Regions from separate parts of the Mus musculus genome. Here region 2 is linked to region 1. A link is a contact called in public HiChIP or PLAC-seq data. All regions are on one chromosome and are shown on one strand. The core of a region is the stretch at or near the end of the contact, and the rest is flanking DNA. Distances in the headings are between cores, read along the strand shown.

Evidence for each region. HiChIP or PLAC-seq counts read pairs in DNA pulled down with a chosen protein or histone mark.
Region 2: an H3K4me3 HiChIP or PLAC-seq map of bone marrow-derived macrophages shows a contact between it and region 1, with 2.3 times the contacts expected there. The contact joins the promoter of Cdk10 here to the enhancer-like site in region 1. A contact is called at or near these places in 1 of 39 promoter capture datasets (pre-B cells), 6 of 115 datasets of contacts at active chromatin or transcription factors (bone marrow-derived macrophages, effector CD8 T cells, fetal liver and 3 more) and 2 of 9 other capture datasets (adipose tissue and liver).

The regions. Positions count from the first base shown.
Region 1 is chr8:122,936,550-122,941,243 of GRCm38.p6, forward strand. All of the region lies in intron 2 of Ankrd11 (ankyrin repeat domain 11), which reads right to left. It overlaps Gm39272 (a long non-coding RNA gene), which reads left to right. Exons shown (of 3, transcript XR_879314.3): 1 at 1-2,826; 2 at 4,587-4,660. Among named protein-coding and RNA genes, the nearest start is that of Gm39272, 5.1 kb to the left of the region's middle. Within about 2 kb of position 2,237, at least 63 of the 459 cell types and tissues checked have an H3K27ac peak or open chromatin away from gene starts, as enhancers often do. A contact at or near this core is called in bone marrow-derived macrophages, effector CD8 T cells and pre-B cells, where this site is marked.
Region 2 is chr8:123,222,970-123,227,663 of GRCm38.p6, forward strand. Cdk10 (cyclin-dependent kinase 10) reads left to right here and starts at 1,872. Exons shown (of 13, transcript NM_194446.2): 1 at 1,872-1,999; 2 at 3,378-3,450; 3 at 3,977-4,048; 4 at 4,454-4,556; 5 at 4,691-4,694. The coding sequence starts at 1,913.

The sequences.
Region 1 (4,694 bases), core at 987-3,486:
GGGTTCAAAACATGGGAAACAGATTATCACTAATACCTGACCACATACTAACTCTAAAAATTTTAAAAGAACTGATAGGAGAGGGAGGAACTAAGTGCAGAATGGGAGAGGAGGAGAGAGAGTTGGTGATGTCTTGTGTCTTATCGCTATTGATTTTCCCCTATCTTGCTAAAATATAGAGAAATAAAGATATAAGAACAAGAGAGACTGAGAATTGGTCTATGATTAATGGGGAAGAAAAAGCATTCTTTGCTCTTTTAACTTAAAAGAACAACAACAACAACATCAAAAACCTCAAGTGTGGGCATAGTGGGCCTTTAATCCCAGGACCCTGGAGATTGGGGCAGGCAGAGCTATACAGTGAGACTCTTTCTCAAAAACAACAATAATTGAAATAATTTTATTTTAAATCATCTTTTAACACTGAGTATGATGTATTTTGGTTCTAGGCCTTTCTTTAAAATGTAAAGGAAACTCCTTTTTGTTTGTAGACCTTTCCCTCACCCATATTGTCAAACACGATTTTTAGGTCCTGTTGAGGCCAGAGGTTGACAGTGACTGTGTTCCTTGATCTGTTCTCTATTTATTGAGGTAGGATCTCTCTCTGAACTTGAGTTTGCCAATCTGACTAGCTGGCAAGCCTGCCTTTGGGGAACCCCTGTCACCACGTCCTGAGTAAGGGTTATATAGGGTGAAGCAGGCCCATCCACTGGTACGCACACTTGTATAGTAAGCACTTCAGCATCCCGGCTTGATACCTAGTTTTTAAAAATGGACAAATGATACCACAGGCAAGATGCCTCAGTAAAGAAGATAAATAGCTGAGCCTGCATTTCTCCAGATAGGTTCATGACAAATGATCAGTATCATCTGCTAACAGGAAAATGAAAATTATTGCCATTATCACTATAAAGCCTAAGTTGGCCTCAAGCAGGCAGGAATCCTCTTGTCCCCACCTCCCAAGTACACCAGAGTGTCACACAACGAGCCAGGATCATACCTGTCATCTCTGCAATGAGGAGGTTAGAGCAGAAAGACCACAGGGTGGAAGTCAGTCTATGCTATGGGCGGAGTTAAATCACAACAGGATGCTCTAAATATCCAGCAGACTGGATAAAATCAGAAAGACTGGGTAAATATAGAACGGCATACAGGATGCTCAAAGTCAACTGACCCTGAACTTCTCAAACCAAACATGACCCACCCACTGCACACTCTGCTTCTAAATGCACCACTGAACTGTGGGCCAAAACAACCCCTTCCATGCAGTGCTTTTTGTCAGGTGTTTGTCTCCCTGACATCTTAAACCAACACAGGTGTAGCATGACAGGCAGTTTGTCAAGACACTGGGCCACAGGGCAGCTCAGCACTCCCATACCCTTCACTGCCCAAAGCATAAAGGTCAGAATCATGGGAGCTAAACATCCAGACCAAAAATATACCTTCCCATGAGCAGCCCATGGAGACTGCCAGCAGCAGATGGCCATGGTGAGTACTTCTTTTCTGAAGCTATCGGGGTGTTTGTTTAAATATGAGGGACAGAGACAGGCTCATTTATGAAAAGAGGAGCCTTAATATCCAAAGCTGCTAGCACTACAATGAAAGTGGCTCAACAGACACAAGAAGGGGAACAAAACAAGCCCTCATTCCTTCTAGGTTATTCCACATACAGCTCTCTCTCTTCCCTCAAGCCAAGACCCACACAACTGCACTCATGCTTACAGACAGATTCTTAGCAAGCACAATGTGACTGACAAAGGGAAAGCAATGTCTTACCTGCTCTATTTCTCAGGAACAAAGCCCTATGACCATCTGGTACGAATCTACCCAATTAACCAGCTGGGTACTAAAGGCTCTGTCTAGGTGCGTGCTGACAGTCTTGAGCACAGCAGACTCCCAAGCATGCCTTCTGGACACTGGTACATGTCACCACGGCACTGAACTAACAAAGCATGGGCATCCTTCTTTGCTTCATTCACAGGGATAAGAGTGGTTGGTTTGTGTTTTTTTGTTTTTTAAATCTTGTTTCTCATGGTTTATTTATTGATGGCATATTGGTGGGGGGGGGGTGCATTAAACAGAAATGGGAGTTTAAGGAAGAGTATATGATTCACATCTTACTTTATAACGTAAGCAGAAAGAGCCCTTCTGTCTCTGCAGAGACTCAAAGGAAGAGCCAGAGCCTGGTCTGTCACGGCAGCTGAACACAAAGACGACAACAGGAAGGACCTAGTCACACAGTCACAGGAGCAGCCCAGGCTGCTTTACCATTCTCAGTCTCCTCCCCCAGCCTCAGTGCTGACATTAGAGATACAGAGCACCAACCCAGGAATCTAGTATTAATGACGGTCAACAGCATCTCAGGATACACCACCCAACAGGACCAAGATATCCAAACTCAACAAAGTCTTTGTATTTGCCAGCAAAGAGTTACCACTGCCCTGGCTAAGAGGAGGACAGAGCAGCAAATACTGAGACAAGGCTGGCTTCTGGTAGTAGTAATGAATCCAAAGTTTGCATAAGCAAGGGAAGGCTTATCTCAGGTTGTACCCCTAAATAACAAATGGAATGTGGAGCTGAAATCTACACTTTTATTCACTCAACTATTCCAAGATAAACATCTTTAAAAATTAAAACTTACATGCAATAAGCTTTACATTAAATGCTGAAAACAGTCTCTTGGCCCAGAATCTAAAGATCCTCCCTTTCTTCCTTACCTCGAATTTCAAAGAAAAGAAAACTGAAAAACTGCCTCTGTGAACACGACACGGATCTCTCCTGCATCCTCCACGGACCAAGCACTGCCTTACGCCAGCCCTGTCCTTGGTGAGGCCGGGGAAGAGCTCAACACCACAGCACACAAGCACCTGTGACCCTGCTCATAAGGAGGGCATAAGGGCTCTGCAGGCCATCTCAGAGATGGCACTTGCTCCCCTCACCCAACCTCCCTCTCCCTCCCTCCCCTTCCCTCCCTTGGTGTTCTCAGAAAAACCTGTTAACACAGTTGTTAAGAAAGGATACTGAAGTAGTATGTATCATCACAAAAAAAAAAAAAAAAAAAAAAAAAAAAAAAAAACCAGAATACAAACAAACTACCCCTCCCCAAACAAATAGAGGTGGCCATGCAAAAAACTGCTACATGACCTTCATGCCCTTAGAAGGTTCGGACATCCCATCTAAGGGCATGAAGTGTCCAATGAATGAAGTTTCCATTTAGTTGCTCATTTGTGCCTCGAATTAAAGCTGACCTATACTGTTCCAGGCATGGTGGCGTGCGCGCACACGCACATATATACACACACACATTCACACACACACACACACTGTTAACTCTCTGTGTGTGTACACTGTTCCTACGTGAATGACAATCTAGGTTGGTAAGGACTCAGTAAGAAACATTCCCATTACCACCTGGGTGTCCTTTGACAACTCCTGACTGCCTAAAGGTTATTTCTGAGTTTGAACTATCAACAAGGCACTGAAACCAACCTAGAACTTGACCCCCAGAGATATAGCAGCAGTACTGTGAAACAAATTCATTATGATAAGTCAACAGGGCTGGGACAGTGGCTCACATCCATAATCCTAGTGTTAGGAGGCTAAGGCAGGGGCTGTTACAAGATAAAGGTCAGCCTAGGTTAGACTATTTGGGTCCCAATTCAGTCTGCACAACAGGGTAAGGCCCTGTCTCAGACATGTGTGTTTGGTGGTGGAATGGCATGGCAATACTCCATTGAGAAACAAAATATAAAAATGTGGGTAAAGATGCCTCGTCATTTAATAAGCACACGTGGATCCTTTGTGTATGAGTAGGCATGGCTATAGTGACAGCTACCTATCAGTAGTGTCCAACTCAGCCCTATCATTCACAGGGGGAAACCAATTCCATGAAGCTAGGTATTCAATAGTTCATATAGTTCAATAAAAGGACCAAGCAGAAAGAACGACTGTCCTTGCTCCAAAGGTATGACAATGGTGCTCAAGAAATGCTAACTGACTTGCCCAAGATCACAAAAACAAAACAAAAACCAATGTTCAAAACACTGAGAGTGCTCTGCCTTTAGCTGTTCCTATTTTCTCTATACCCAAATGAGCACTGCTGGCAAGTGTATGGCCAGAGAGGAAAGAGAACTGTGATCAGAAAAAGACTAATAGGTTCAAGAAGGGCCCAGCCAGGAGCCAGGCCCAAAGTGAGACCTGGTAAATGTAGGCACTCATTATGGGCCTGCCTGCATGACTGCTGTGCAGGGCAGACTACAGGAGTCTAACAAGCATACAGCATTGTTTTTATCCTCAAACATCTGGTCACTATCTTTGTTTAAATTGCATTATAGATTGTAAGCAATAAATAGTCTATGATATAAAGTTGAAATTTCTGCTTTCTTTGGAGACTTATAATGATGTTTTGCTGAGGTACACAGGTGAAAGAATGTTTTGCTAAAGCAGACACACAGAAGGATGCATGATGTTTAGAAGGAATAAATATGACGCCCACCAACAGTGGGAGGTCACTGGAGCTCACAAAAGCACTTGTATCAATTCACTCTACACAGAGTTGGTGAGCTTTGCTTGTGGTGTCTCCATAGAGAGAAACTCACCAAAGACCTTCTCATGAGACTCCTGTGGCGTTCTTGCTGCTTCCCCAGACTCAGGCCTGCTGGTGAGTTTCAGTTTCTTCTGGATTGAACTTCCCT
Region 2 (4,694 bases), core at 622-3,121, 290 kb after region 1:
CGCAATGCCACAGGCCTACTAAGTGGAGCAGGGAAGGGGCAGAGGCAAAGTGGGGAAGGGTAAAGAGAGAAAGAGAGGAAGAGAGAGAAGGGAAGAAGCCAGCCAGGAACATGTGGGGATAGAGAAAGAGAGAATGAAGAAGGAGGGAGAGAGCATAGGAGGTAAGAGAAAGCTGGGGTGTTAGCAATCCTCAAACAGGCCTGGCTCTCACATGATGGCAGATGATGACATAAGCTGTTGCTAGGTTGCTGTTGCTGTTGCTGGAGCCTAATGGAACTGTCTGCAAGCCACTAACTTTAAAATTGCTTTGTAGTCAGGCAGTGGTGAGACACGCCTTTAATCCGAGCACTCGGGAGGCAGAGGCAGGCAGATTTCTGAGTTCAAGACCAGCCTGGTCTACAAAGTGAGTTCCAGGACAGCCAGGGCTACACAGAGAAACCCTGTCTCAAAAAAACAAAAACAAAAACAAAAGCAAAAGCAAAAAAAAAAAAAAAACTTTGTGTATGTAGTGCTAAGGAGTGAGCCTAGGACTTGACCCAATGCTAGGCAGGCGCTCCACCACTGAGCTACAATCCCAGCTGGAGTTCTGAAACAGGGATAGGGTCTCACATCCAATCCAGTCTGGATTAGAACTCAGTATATAGCCCAGGCCAGCCTTGAACATGCAGCCTCAACCTCTTGACTGCTGCAATTACAGGTGACAGTGTGCCCAGAGGAAAGCTGAATTCCAAAGTTAAAAAGAAATGTAAGATAGCAAACAATCCATTAGAAATCTTACAGTATTATTATTTATGACTTTTTTTTCTTTTTGGTTTTTTTCGAGACAGGGTTTCTCTGTATAGCCCTAGCTGTCCTGGAACTCACTTTGTAGACCAGGCTGGCCTCCAACTCAGAAATCTGCCTGCCTCTGCCTCTCAAGTGCTGAGATTAAAGGCGTGCGCCACCACGCCCGGCATGATTTATTGACACACTACTGAAAGCCTTTTAAGATAGGCTATGCACCCCATTCTAGCTTTGAACTCAGAATCTTCTGGCCTCAGTCTCCAGAGTGCTATGATTACAGGCATATGGCACTGTGTCCAAACACCAACTAATCTGCTTGCATTAACCTAAGTATAGTGCCCACATGGACCTGCACTCTGGCCATTTAGAAGCAGGAACATTCATCTTCCTAATCTATATAAACCCTCCACAGATGATCAGAGCCAATTGGTGTTCTGAGTTCATTACTCAGTACAAGAGCTAAGTGCAAGTCTTGCAGCACTAGCTCACCGATTAAGGGTGCAGAGCTCCAGACAGAAGGGACCAGGTTCAAATCCCAGCAGCCGGGCACTCTTATTGCCTGGCAAAACAAACAAACAAACAAAAAAAGCTGAGTGAGTGCAACCTCCAAGAACCACTTGGACTAGAGTTGCTCTCCAGTGGTCAGTACATTAATTATCTTCATTTTCTCGTGTACGCTGCCCGGGCTGTACAAGGTTTCCTTCCGTCTTGTCCTGGGCTAGTGATGGGGACGAGGTTGGCCTCGGGAATGACTGGGTTCCCACACATCCAGCTTTCGGAGAATGTACCCAACCACTATCAGAAAGCATAGCTCTCAGCAGTGGTGGTCTGGAAGGGCAGAAAGCACGGCTGATCGCTGGAATTGGTCTCACTTAAATGGCAAACAGGGAAGAGACGCATTTTCCTCCAGTTGATCAAAACCAATCTGAGTCTTCTGCAGGCTGGCCTACAGATGGTACTTTGAGCAGCTTTGTAGAAGTGTGTCTGCATCTAACGCTAAAAGACAACAGAGCCTCTGCGCTCCGAGCGGATTCCGTCCCCAAGTCCAGAACAAACCGGAAGTACGTCATGCGCCTGCGCCGAGGGGCGTTACGCCTGCGCGCTGGAAGAGGGCGGCAGCGGCTTGGGCATGGCAGAGGTGGACCTGGAGTCGGATCAGATCCGATTGAAGTGTATCCGTAAGGAAGGTTTCTTCACCGTGCCTCCAGAACACAGGGTGCGACGGGGTGCCACTCGTGCGGCGCTGAGTGGCAGGGCCAGACTGAAGCGCACCGGGGCGTTCCGTGTCGCGTTCAAGTTTGAGGTTCCAGCGTCGGAGGGGGAACGGCAGTCCCCGAGTTTGCCGCGGCGTGGGCAGAAATCGGCAGCCCAGAGGCTGGGGCGGGGTGGGACCGAGGACGAGCGACCAAGGGCGAGAAGAGTGGGAGGTTCCCGGTGGCACCTGCAGCCGCGGGGGTCTCACCTGGCGTTACCCACAGTCTTGTCTCTTTTGTGTGATGTGAAGGTGAACCTTAAGGGGCTCCGATTTCTGCTCCAGTAGACGTTTGGTGGGAAGAGGTTTTGCCGCAGCCCACGTATTTTTAACTTCTTGTTTATGCTTTGCGAGGCCAAGGCACATTAACTAAGAGCCTCAGAGCACAAGGCACGAGACAACACTTAACAACTAGTTAACTCAGAGCACTGCACTGGAAGCCGAGGTTGCGAAAGCCGTTCTTAAAGGGGGAGAAAATGCACGTGTGCAGTGGTCCCTTAAGTCAAAAATGTCAGAGTCCTGCGTGGTGGTCCACACTGGTAATCCCAGTCAGGGAGTTGAGGCAGGATGGTCACTCCACTTTGGAGGGGAGCCTGGGCTACAGAGTGAGACCTGGACTCAGAAATAAGCCGAGATATAAAATAGTGGAGACTTTGGAGAAAAGGAGTATTCTGTAAGAAGTTTGTAGAAGAGTTGACATTTGTTTTGGACCAGGAAGTGTTGCCAAAATTTGGGCAGATCTGACAAGGAATGGTATACCACACTCAGGTGGCAGCACAAAATCCTGGTGAATGGAATTTCGAAGTGAACAGGGATCCTCGAGGAGAGGGAGGGAGGGAGGGAGCTCAGAGTGGATCGTGGGGGCCATCAGGTATCAGAGTAACAGAACCCAGGGCAGGGCAGTTAAGAGTCGGGAAGCCAGCAGGGGGCTGGTGGAATAGAATCCTAAGCTTGCTCTGGTCCTTCTGTACCCAAGGAATGCTTAGCTAATGCACTTAGAAAGGCACCTCACACATGAAAAGTTGGCACTCCCTGTTGAAGGCCGGATTCTCCTGCACAGAGGTGTTTGTGCCCATGGCTTGTGGCCATTTGGTACTAGACAGCAGACATTTGGAACACTGGGTTGGAGGGGATACTTAGGCCATCTTCAGTATGCTTCAGTATTTCAAAGTGATTCCAGTGGTATCTGTCCCCTTCACTCATCAGAAAATTCCAAATACATGGTTGCTTTTCTGTTTGGTAAGCAAGATGCAAGCACGTTTCTCAGTGCCAGGTATGGGTGAGACTTGTCACTTGTGTGGTTAGCTTCCAGATCCCCACACTGGCTGCCTCTCTCTTTCAGCTGGGAAGATGCCGAAGCGTTAAGGAGTTTGAGAAGCTGAACCGGATTGGCGAGGGCACCTATGGCATCGTGTGTGAGTGGTCATGAAAGAGCTCTGTGGGGACTGGAAGGCTCACACTCTATACTGGTGTGATGCTTAAACATAAGCCTCGGATTGCAAATGTCAGCAATCCATGTGTGTAGCTATGGAATGGAGATACCTGATCAGTAAAATGCACTACTTTCCAAAGCTCCCTGCAGCTCCAGAGCTGTGAGGCTTTTGATAAGTATTTGTAAGCCGTTATCATATAAAGTAAGTCTTTCCCCCTAGGTAGATCACCTTCCGTGGTGCTGTAATATTGCATAAGTGAACTCAGAGCAGTAGGCTGTGTGAGAGATTGCTTGGAGAGCTCCTCTCCACTTGAGTTGCTGATGGCCAGGTTTCCACTAACTCCCAACCCAGCTCAAATGAGAATTCCCAAGCTCACATCTTGGGAACGGAAGAAGGACCAAGTGTTGCTGGACATTATGTTGTCAGAGAAAAAGAAGAATTTCAGCAAACTCTTAAGAGAGTTTGATGGTTTGAGGTAGGCTCCATTGCATGTGTGCTCCTGTTTCAGATCGGGCCAGGGATACCCAGACAGATGAAATTGTCGCCCTGAAGAAGGTGCGGATGGACAAAGAGAAGGATGGTAAGCTGGGGGCAGGATGCAGGAGTACCCTGCCTGCTCGGGCATCCAAGCAGGGAGGCGCACAAGCACAGGTCATCTGAGGTTCCTCAGGACTGACGCTACGGAGGGCGTGTGCATTGCAGTTAGGGAGCTGGCCCAGCCTGTCACCACAGTCTGTCACCGCAGCCGGAACCTGAGCTCCCTGAGTCCTTCCAGACCTTCCTCACCTTGGCCAGCTGTAAAATTGTATATTCTCTCCAAACCCTTTTGCCCCTGTCCTCTAGGGAGGTCATTGTCACCCTCCAAATCTACATCTGTAATGAATTCAAGAGTAAGAACGGTGTTGGTGTCACCGTAATTGTCCCTGACGGGAGGACAGGATGTGTGGTGTCCCGGGTGGCACTCACTGAGCACCTTGGGTTACAGGCATCCCCATCAGCAGCCTGCGTGAGATCACACTGCTCTTGCGTCTCCGCCATCCAAACATTGTGGAGCTGAAGGAGGTGGTTGTGGGCAACCACCTGGAGAGGTGTGTGGTTTCCTGAGCCTGTCCCACACAATAGGGTCCGTCATCTCCCAGGGTTAGCATTCCTTCAGCGGGCAGACTCTTTACCTACTAGGAAGAAAATAGAAGATACCACACATTTTCTCTTTTCCCTCTAGCATC